3 separate regions of the Zea mays genome follow, and regions 2 and 3 are each linked to region 1. The links are chromatin contacts, called in public Hi-C maps. All regions are on one chromosome and are shown on one strand. The core of a region is the stretch at or near the end of the contact, and the rest is flanking DNA. Distances in the headings are between cores, read along the strand shown.

The links. A called contact is a pair of places that touch in the nucleus more often than the background predicts.
Region 2: a contact with region 1 is called in a Hi-C map of ear, with 2.2 times the contacts expected there. The contact joins the promoter of LOC103653468 here to the promoter of LOC100286105 in region 1. A contact is called at or near these places in 2 of 25 Hi-C or Micro-C datasets (ear and tassel).
Region 3: a contact with region 1 is called in a Hi-C map of leaf, with 6 times the contacts expected there. The contact joins the promoter of LOC100272523 here to the promoter of LOC100286105 in region 1. A contact is called at or near these places in 2 of 25 Hi-C or Micro-C datasets (ear and leaf).

The regions. Positions count from the first base shown.
Region 1 is chr4:85,519,241-85,522,851 of Zm-B73-REFERENCE-NAM-5.0, reverse strand. LOC100286105 (teosinte branched1 protein) reads right to left here and starts at 2,034. Exons shown (of 1, transcript NM_001158993.2): 1 at 1,025-2,034. The coding sequence starts at 1,998. The coding sequence ends at 1,174.
Region 2 is chr4:85,807,320-85,811,013 of Zm-B73-REFERENCE-NAM-5.0, reverse strand. It overlaps LOC103653468 (transcription factor AIG1), which reads left to right and starts at 1,920. Exons shown (of 2, transcript XM_008680362.4): 1 at 1,920-2,785. The coding sequence starts at 2,252.
Region 3 is chr4:85,977,468-85,980,882 of Zm-B73-REFERENCE-NAM-5.0, reverse strand. LOC100272523 (GDT1-like protein 4) reads left to right here and starts at 1,453. Exons shown (of 12, transcript NM_001365868.1): 1 at 1,453-1,695; 2 at 1,802-1,870; 3 at 2,675-2,734; 4 at 2,836-2,883. The coding sequence starts at 1,675. LOC103655381 reads right to left here and starts at 1,146. Exons shown (of 5, transcript XM_020552113.2): 1 at 1,038-1,146; 2 at 696-837; 3 at 253-392; 4 at 34-170. The coding sequence starts at 1,146. LOC109946030 (a long non-coding RNA gene) reads left to right here and starts at 1,877. Exons shown (of 2, transcript XR_002269124.1): 1 at 1,877-2,145; 2 at 2,244-2,535.

The DNA of each region.
Region 1 (3,611 bases), core at 785-3,284:
AGGGATTGAGTGGATGGAGGTTTGAGTCGTTGGGAACTTGGGATAAATATAGGAGAAATGGAACGGAGAAAGGGGATCTGCTGAAGTAGTTTTTTTTTTCTTCACCTCATTCTCCTATACTCTACTGTTTTTAGAGCGAGAGGATAATTAATCTGGTGGTGGAGAAGCTCCATATAACTCAAATGTGGTGACACGTCGATCACCATTGACCATATGTAAATTGTTGGTTTTCTTATTTGTATACCACTTAAACTCTTCGACGATGCATTATTTAGTTCGGTTTTTTAAGGTGGTGTCTTTAGTTTTGCTGGTGTCCTCATTTCTATTCATTTCTATTCTTAGTCGTGTTTTTTTCTCAGTTTACCATTCTAGTGTTATATAACAGAATGACAAAACTGAGAAAAAATATAACTAAAGTTAAAAATGAGGAAGGTGGCAAAACTAAGGGAATGAATTTAAATTTATGATATAAGGAACTGGAATAAATGAAGTGTACATATTCTCACGTACTCCAAACCGTGTAACTCAAAAGGCCTGAAAAACAATAATACCATTTGTTCCAGATAATTCAAGTATAATCCCATTCTGATTCTTATGCAAATCTGTCAAATATTTGAGATTAATTAAGCAAATTATCAATATCGTCCATGTGTTACTATTGGTTAGTATTAATTTGCCACTGGTATCTATCTTTCCTGAAGAATATGTAATTTAATTTCTAGCATCACTAGCCAGGTTCCATAGCTATTTTTTTATTTCATCTGTGCTAGTTGGTTGAAATCCCGTGTTCAAATAATATTGTGTTTAAAGGATCATAGATATGTCCATGGAGTTTTCTACAAAGCTCAGAACTCGCAACAACTTCATATAAATAATGTTTATACGTCATCAGTGCACTGAAAGTAACAGATACCATTAGCACGATTATGTATATGTGAACAATTGACGAACATGTCATAGTGAATCATAATAAGGTTAATTGCCATTAACCAATGCAAAAGTCGATAACACAAACCCGGGCTAATGGGCCTTTGGATCTTGATTGATGAGATAAAGAACCAGTTGAGATTTATATGTACTAGATAGATATGCAGTAGTAATGGATCATCATGGCAGCAGATCAGCATAATCTCAGGACGTAATGGAAAATCCTCTCACGCGCGTTTAGAGAGCTCAAGACCTATCACGCGTCTGCATACCATACAAGAAATCACCTGGCGTTGTTTCTCCTTCGTCGTTGCTGCATCGCATCATCTCCTCGAGCTGCAGGCAATACTGGTAGTAGTACTCGTGCCCGTCCGGCTGCTGCGGCGTCGTCGTCGTCGTCGTTGCCACCGCTGCTGTGGGCGCTCCCGACATGATCCAGCCCAGCTCGCCGCAGCCGCCGTGTCCTTCCAGAAGCGCTGCCGGTGGCCCGTCGTCAGGGCCGCCTCTGCTTCTCCCGTTCCCCGTCGCCTCCTCGGCGGCCTCTCTCGAGTCCGTCAAGCAGCAGCAAGTGCTCGAGGAGCTGCCCTCGCCTCTGCCCCTCACCACCGTCGGTCGTCGGCCTCCTGAGGCTGCTACGGCCGCGGGGTCGTCGGCGGCGGCGGCGGCGTCGACGAGGCGGTCGATGGCCGGCTTGGACTGGGTGAGGAGCCAGTTCACCGTCTTGCTGGCCTTGTCGAAGCCGAGGCGGTCCTGCAGCGCGAAGAACTCGCGCGCGACCCCGACCGACAGCCGCATCCGGCGGTCGCGCACGCCCTGCGCCGTGCGGATCTTGCTGTGGCGGTCCGTCCGGAACGGCCGCCTTCGCGGTGCGGCGTGGCCGCCGCCGTCGTCCACCACCGGTGATGACCCGTCGTTCCTCAGCAGCCCCGTCGTCGTCGTCGTCTCAGGCGGCGGGTGGTGGAACACCGCCTCCAGGGTGTCCTGGTGGCGGTGGAACGACGACATGTCTGCGGGGAAGATCTGCCCGCCGTACCCGTCCCAAGACGACGACATCGCGGCGGTCGAGGGCATAAGGAAACAAAAGCAGCTGCAGTAGGGTTCGGTAAGTGACTGACTGCTCTTGCTGGTAGGTAGACGCCGATGGTGATGAGGCCCGCTGTTAGGGTAATGACCGAGCTGAGGCAGCAGTGGCTGGCGATCTATGACTGCCATATACGTATAAATAAATAATAATAAAGCGCTCTGCTTTTGTACGTTAGTGCACTGAAGCATCATGGTGCCACAATGGATCGATCGGAGATAGCAGTAGGTCGGGTAAGAAAGCAGGAGGGCCCACACAGGGTAATACGTGTCGTTCTAGGGCCTCGAGACAATGCGGATGTCTAGTCTAGATATATCTGCAAGATCCGATATCTATTTGCTGTCAATATGGATATCCGTATGCTTGTTTTGATTGTATAGATAATGTTCGCAATTATTTTTTCTTTAAAAAAGACTGCTACTATATATCTATCTAATTTCACATCGATAAAAATATGAAATGCCCTACATTACCATCATCCCCAGGTTTTGAAGCCATCCAAATCTTATAATCATGACTAATTAGCTATATAAGGGCCAGTTTGGGAACCCTATTTTCCAAAAGTTTTTCATTTTCCCAAGGGAAATTAGTTCATTTTTCCTTGGAAAATTGGAAATTCCATTGAAAAATGGGGTTGCCAAACTAGCCCTAAAGAAAAAACAATAATTTTAATTTAACAGATAACATGCATGTATAATTACCTAACGATAGTCCATCTCTAAAATGTAACTTTGTATTGTTAACAATATATAGATATTGATTTTAATTAATTTTAATATGGATAACTATTTGTTGTGGTTTTCGGAACCCGTGGACAATAAGATTTGTGTTCGGCAGGGGTGTTTGCGCGGTACTCACTCCGAATGATGAGCTACGGGTGGAGCTCGAGGGTGGATCTGAGGCGAGTTGATTATACTGGTTCAGACCGGAGCCCTAGTCCAGTACAATGTTGACAGTAGTACGTATTGCTTAGAGCGTGTTACAGTCGGGTGCTTGTGTAAAGCTGGGAGGATATGGGATGATCTTTGGATGAGGGTTGTCTTGCCCTTTTATAGTCCAAAGGTAGATGTTACAATGCGGACTAGTATTCTACTGATGTCACACCCAGATTTAAGGGGCAAATCCGGGTGTGTCTCATATGTGCGCCAAAGAAGATCAACGCATACAATGACTCAGTGTATAGAGACGAATGTCACAAACTTTATTACATAACAAAAATACCTTACCAAATAACTTATAACAAATAAATCGAACTAATATTATTATTATCCATTGGTGTCATCAAGCTGACTGGGAGACAACACTTAGACCTCGTCGTAGTAGTCCTCCTTCGGGGCACTTGCTCTTCACCTATGGGGGTGTTTATTGCAAGGGTGAGCTCACGGATGTTCATCGCTCAACAAGTGTAGGGAAAAATGTGTATGAGCTCACTTACAGTGGAGGCTCATGTATAATGTAAGACTGATCAACAAATAATGGTTAAGGCTGAGCATTGCTTTTAATAAGTTGGGTCAAAATTTTATTAGCGTTACTAAGTACAAGTGAATACCATCCCAATAAAATAAGAGATCACATTTAATAACAATTCCATAATGCAATGCAT
Region 2 (3,694 bases), core at 671-3,170, 290 kb before region 1:
GAAACAGTGAGTTGATCTTCTTTCGATTTGTTTTGGAGCACAACAGCCCACCACGAATCGAAGCTCTGAATATCTGAGCTGGGCGGTATGATCAGATTATTGGTCCACGACCTGACTAACTCCCACACTTCCAAAGCAAATGGGCACTTGAGGCAAAGGTGAGTCGCAGTCTCCGGCTCTTGATCGCAAAGGACACACACAGGATTGCATGGCCAATTTCTTTGAATTAGTTTATCTGCTGTGAGGATCTTTGCTTGAATGAGCAGCCACACAAAGAACTTATGTTTCCCTTCGGCATGCGCCTTCCAGATAGTTTTTGCTTTGAAAGCACTGTAAGAGCCCTTGAATTGTGCAAGATAAGCTGATTTGGAAGAGTACACTCCATTCTCGGTCCATATCCACCGAATGCAATCTTCCAGGTCATTGAGCTGCACCCCCTCAATATGGTTCCACAATTGTATGAATTCAGCCATCTGTTGAACATTTTCCATTCTCCATAGACCTCTCGTCCAATTGAGGTTAACCAATTATTCAGCCACCGATCGATTTTTGCGCCATGCCAGGGGGTACAAGCTAGGTGCAATGTCAATCGGAGCTTTGCCTGAGAGCCAAGCGTCATGCCAAAAATTTGTCTTCAGTCCGTTGCCAACCGTTACAGATGTTGATGCCCGGAACAAAGCTGCATCTATTTTATCACAGGGTATCTGAGAACCAGCCCACGGCCTATTAGAATCAGTCCAGCTGAGCCAAAGCCACCTGAGGCGCAAAGCACGGCTGAAACGCTCTAGATCCAAGATGCCAAGGCCACCCAAGGATTTCGGTCTGGCAGACTTGGTCCAATTCACTAGACAGTGCCCACCATTAGCATTTTCAGCACCTCTCCAAAGGAAAGACCTCCTAATTTTATCGATCTTCTTAATGGTCCACTTCTTCAAAGGGAAAACTGTCAAAAAATGCACCGGGACAGCCGTGAGCACTGAATTTACCAGAGTCAGTCTTCCAGCTTTATCAAGCAGCTTCCCTTTCCATGCCGATAATTTACCAGCCAAATTGTCAAGCAGCGGCTGGAAATCCACTCGACACAATGGTCTATTTTTTTTGAAAACCTCTTGTGGGGTGATAACTTAGAAACTGGAAACGTGGAACTTGGTCATGTTTCTCGTTACGGGAACAACAATTCCTTTTAAAAAATGTGGGAACAATATAATCTCGTTCTCGTAGTGTTAAAACCTACTTTTAGTAGCGAACCGTGAACCACGTTACTGTTTCTCGTTACCATCGATTCCGAAACCTAGTCACTATGGATGGTAATACACTCTAAATTTTATACTACAAAATCTAAGGATCATATGACTAGATTCGAGCTCTATTTCTATTTATTTTTAAACTAAAATTAATTACTGGCTCATACAAATTATGAGGAAGCAAGCATTTAGATCATGATCCGATCTATTACCAGCCCTATCCTTTCCTATCTCTAATAATGTCGAAAAGCAAAATGTTTCTTCGACGTCCTTCACGTTCAAAGCTGTTCGATGGGGATCCAACTAAAAAATGTGTCCACACGTGGTTCAGAGCTAGTCCGATACCAGAATAAACTGAAATATATACAACGTGTTTCAATGGTCCTTCACACTCATACGCATCTGAGTTGCATATACATGAGCACGCATTCGAGCATAATACTCCAAGTTTTGATTAGCAGACTAGTTGAAGCAGTGAAGCACATACGACATTATCGTAAAACAAACTTCAAAATAGATCGGCCAGTTAATGACACAATAAGCTAAGCGTCGCATATTATTGTAACTTTAGAGTATGTTTAATTGTTACTAAAGATAATAACACGAGCAAGGAATGTGCACCGCTCCCTTAAGTACTCATCAAGTAGCCTAGCTAGCTAGTGCCGTCGACGAGGGAGCCCTAGCCGTCTCGATCGACAATTAGGCGACCAGCTCACCCCCTCCGCGGTGCGAAAAGGCGACAGGACGCATAGCAAAAAGCTATGGCGGACGGCCTAAAGCCACACACGAGTGTCGCGCAACGAAGTGGGCAGGTCGACACAACCGAGAGTTTAAAAGGCACCACCCGGCCGTCCCACGCTTTCCTTTGACCGGCAAAGCAAAGAGAAGAAGCGAGAGCACCACACGAGGCGAAGCAGCCGCCGCGCCGTCCCCAAGAATCCACCAGCAAGCTACCGTTACGCTACCTCAGCTCCTGCGAGAGGGGCGCCGCCGACCGACCGATCGGGATGTGGGAAGGCGGCGGCTTTCACGGCAGCCACGAGGCGCTCCTGCTGCAGGCCGCCGGATCAGGAGCGGCCGACTACGGGCACGGCGCCGGCCCGGCGCTCCTGCCGTGGCTCGGCCCGGCCGCCGGCGCCGCGCCGGGGTTCTCCTACATGGCCCCACACCACGCGCAGCCGGGGCCGTCGGGCGCTGAGGCGGCCGCGAGCCCTTTCGGCTTCGGCGGCGGCGGGTACAGCGACGGCGGGGTGGGTGGACAATTCGGGGTGTTCGGCGGCCCAGAGACCGCGCTGCCTGCGCCGCACGGTCTGGCTGCCGCAGCCGGTGGTGGGACGTCGGCGATGCAGCACGGGTCGAGGATGGTGTCCGGCCTTCTGGGCACCCTGCAGATGGAGCTGGGGCGGATGGCGGCCAAGGAGATCATGGACGCCAAGGCGCTGGCGGCCTCTCGCAGCCACAGCGAGGCCGAGCGCCGCCGCCGCCAGCGCATCAACAGCCACCTCGCCAGGCTCCGCAGCCTGCTCCCCAACACCTCCAAGGTGATGAGGTTACTTGGTACACCCATGACATCACATCACATCCTGTGCATGTTATGCTAACCGCGTGTAGATCCATCCATCCATCTATGACGAAACCCTAGCTAGAACCTGCCAGCTTGGTGGCCCTGCAGAGATGCACGATCGCGAGATCAGTTCATAGCTTGGGTTGATCGCCCACTGTTCAGTTCAGATCGAGCAGGCGACAAGAAAATGGCCACTAGCTTGATTACCGGACTGTTCAATTCAGATTGAACAGACAGCTAACAAACAGCTCAGGGTAACACACAGGGTGTAACCGAGCTTGCTACCTAACTAGACAGCTTAGCCAGTTTCTTTGGACACCCGCGCTACCACCGCTAGTGTGACACTGGCTGGCTCTATAAACCTTCACCCATAGCATATATAATTACATGGTTGAAATAATCAAGAGCACTGCAAGCAATCCCATTTCTGATGGAATCGCCTCAACTTAATCTTTAATTTCTTCCAATAACTATCTCCCTGGTGAGTAGTAATGTCATACATATTTACAATGATCATATATATTTTGAGACAGGAATTTCGTTTCAAGGCACATTTCCAATAATATATGTTGCAAGGTAGGGCCTCTATATATGTTAGGACAAACTACAAAAGGGGACAAAACAAAGACAAGATGAGATGGTCATAGATAGGTTAGACGACCAAGTGAAAAAAAAATGGTCATAGGTAGCAGTAGGTGACATGGCATGGCAGGCAGCAAGGATGACGCAGGAGGCTTTGGTCCCGTGGGAGACCGCGCGCGCCCTGCTTCCCCCGCTGCGTTCCTGCGGGGTGGAGATCGAGCGGTCCGTGCAAGACAAGCGCGCACGCTCGTGTCAGAGCTCATCAGGCTCACCCCCAAAAGCGGCAGGCAGGGAGGCCGGCCGG
Region 3 (3,415 bases), core at 204-2,703, 460 kb before region 1:
ATTTGTTTATTATAGGACATAAAGCACACATACCACTTTTCTGTAAGGTCTCTTGTACTCGGAGCCTTCAATTGGGTTATAGGGAATCAGGTTCACATGGTAACCACCTCCACACATACGAAGTAGTTCTGCTAGCTCTACGGCATGCTCCTTTTCATCGTTAATCCCAGCTGGCCACGAAATCCACTCTAGCCATGTTAGTAATGTCGCTGAGTAATATTTTCTCCTGAAACAGATAGAATCATCTGATACCTAGCAGAGTGTACTCGAAGGATACCCTGCACCCAGTTTCAAGGAAGTAACTCTTGCAATCATCCATTAGTGCTCCCAAGGGGTAAGACTTGGTGCTAGGAACAATCGTCTCCCGCAGCTTCTGATTTGGGGCATGCAGACTGATTTCAAACACGACAGACTTGTCAACAACATATTACAGGGGGAAATGCTACATCTGCTTCTCGGTTCCTTATTATGTGTTGCTGCTCAACCAGAAGTTATGCAATCAAAGCCTTGAACCAATTATATTGTGGTGACCAGATATCATACTTAAGTGTATTAACAAATTACAAGCTAAAATAGGGCTCAGGTTTTGTGACCGGAGGATCTTCATAAGCAAAAAAATAAGAGGCCTGCAATATAGCATGGTGACTGACCGCCAGTGCTAATGGTATGTGATATTCAAATTCGTAATAACATACCTGACTGCCAGCGTTGACTGAAGCTTGTGAGATGCTAGCATTTTTATTGTATTTGGAACACCAACCGTAGATATTGTCATCATCCTTTGCCCAATTTTTAGTTCCTGACAGCATGAAATCCACACACTTGTTAAAGTTATAGCTTATATGGAGAGATACTTATGGTAAATTATCGCATCAAATTAATAGGATGAGAGGAATGTAGCCTAGTTACAAACACCTCCCCCGGCGAGCGCCTCCTTCCTCTCTCCCATGGGCCCACGCTCGAGCCGGGACCGCTTCGTCCACCGGCCGGTGCGCGCGCCATAAATTGATTCCACAAGCTTTGCGACTAGATCTGACGTTGGAGGCCACCACCGCCGCCTCCTCCCCGCGCCGCGGCCGCGGCAGTCGCCGCCGGGGCGGTCGTTTCCTCCCCGCGGCGGAGTGGAGGCTCCGCGCACAACCACATATACGGGGATGGAATAGAACGGAACGAAATTTTGCGGTGTCAACGTTGCCGACTCGCATGTGTTAGTTAAACAATGAGAAAAAAAAACAAGAGACAAGAAGGCCAAAACGAATCGACACGGACATGGCAAATGGTCTGCCATGCGCCGCCACCGCGCCACGGGCCACGCTCTCGCCTTCGCCCATTCCCGTCCGCTTCCCGAGGCCGCAGGATGCGGCATCGACGGCGCACGGCTCACAAGGATACCGGGCGCCGCCGGCCTCAGGTCACACCACACGAGCTCCGGTCACCTCCGATCCCGATACCGACCCAACCAACTCCCGACCCGTTTCCCAGTGAGCGCACCTGGCGCCGGCGCCTTTAAAAAAAAGGCGTCGCACGTGACGCCGACGCCCGTCCCGGATCCGACGGCCCCGCGCGCGCGTTCTCACCCGACCCTGCTCTTCGCCTCGGCTGCTCTACCAGTCTACCTCTACCCCGCGCCCCCTCCGAGATCGGAATCGCGGCGCCCCGCCGCCCTCCTCCGCCATGGCGCCGTCTCTGCTCGGGGTCACCTTTCCTCTTCCTCTCTCCCCTTCTTCTTCATTCAGGTGTGTTAATTAAGCAGAGGAAGTGGCTTGGCTTCTTGCTCATGGTTCTAGGTGCGTGCGTGCAGGGCTTCACCAAGTCGCTGGCCATGACGGTGCTCTCCGAGGTCGGGGACAAGACCTTCTTCGCCGCCGCGGTAGGCCTCCTTCCCCCATCCCCCTCACGTCGCCTGCTCTTGCTCCTGTCCTTTTGCTTGCCTTGCCTGCCTCTGCTTGCGTGCGCCGTTGCCCCGTGTGGTTGCGTAGACGGGCCGGGTGCACTCCCGCCAGATATTCGGCAGTATGCCGCCGCGGCGTGCCTCTTTGCTCGGCTGTTGGGTGGGAGGTAAATCGGTTCGGAGGACAATTTGCGGTGGCTCGATCCCGTCACGAGATCGTGCGGTAGCTGCAGATTCGCCGATAGAGCGAGCGGGTGAAGCGCCTTGCTGTCGAATTCTTGGCTCGATTCGCTTGTCTGTTTCTACTGCTGCTGAGCTGAGACGACTTTTTTTTATTAATTTTCTTATTAAGTAGTGACAAGCGAGCTGGTAGCTGTACTGCTGTAGATTGGGAGCTCGGATTTCTTTACGCTCCTCCGCCGGCCAAACTGATTGTGCGTTCGATTTGCTGCGGACACAAAATTTTCACCCAATTTCATCGTTGCGCGTGGGTTCCACGCATGTGGGCGTAGACTGTGCCTGCAGTTTCGTGTAGCTGATGCACTTGCCAAATTCGCGAACCTGCCATTTTGGTGCGGTCCTCTTCCACCAGAATTGTTTCAGCAGCGTACACCAGAATTGCGTCTTCGGAGGATGGGGGATTTGACAGGGTCTGGGCCTATCAAGACAAACATACCCCCTTTCTTTTCAATATTTTCGAATGCCTGCATTTACACGCTTCTTTTTTTTATGACCCTTGTTTCGAGCTCTGGAATTACTCATGCTCTATTTATTTTTTATTAGATATTGGCTATGCGCCATCCCAGGAAACTGGTCCTGGCAGGCTGTTTGACTGCACTAATAGTGAGTATATTCGAGATTTTACATGCTGACCTATGGTATCCTTTTTCTTTATCTGTTCATTTTTTAACAAATAGTTTAATTGATTTATTTACTAATTTTAGGTGATGACAGCTCTATCAGCTTCTCTAGGTTGGGTTGCACCAAATCTGGTAAGTTACTGTAATGACTTTTGGATGTTTACTATGTCAAGAAGGCAAAGAATTTATTTCTTTTGTGTGTCTCTGTTTGCTTTGAGGACTCAAGCATATGACACCAACATGGACATGGTTGTCAATGTATGCTATTTGAGGCATTCTCTATTCACTTTTAATTCGATCGAAAGACATACAATAATCAATCATGTGCTGATTGTATTGGCTTTGCATTAATCTGGTGCAGCTATAATCCTTTCATTGTATTCTTATTAAACTTCACAGCTATAATCCTTGCACATATCCACTATGGTAACAAAAATGCCCTTAAGTTATACTCCCTCCTTTCCAATTTATAATTCGTTTGACTTTTTTTACATCAATTTGACCAGCTCGTCTTATTCAAAAAATTTCCCAATTATTATTTACTATTACTATGATATCATTAAGCTTATAATATATTTTATGGCTTTGAATTTTTCATTTTTTTGCAATTTTTTTTAATAAGACGAGCCGGTCAAATTTGGTGTCAAAAAAAGTCAAACGAATT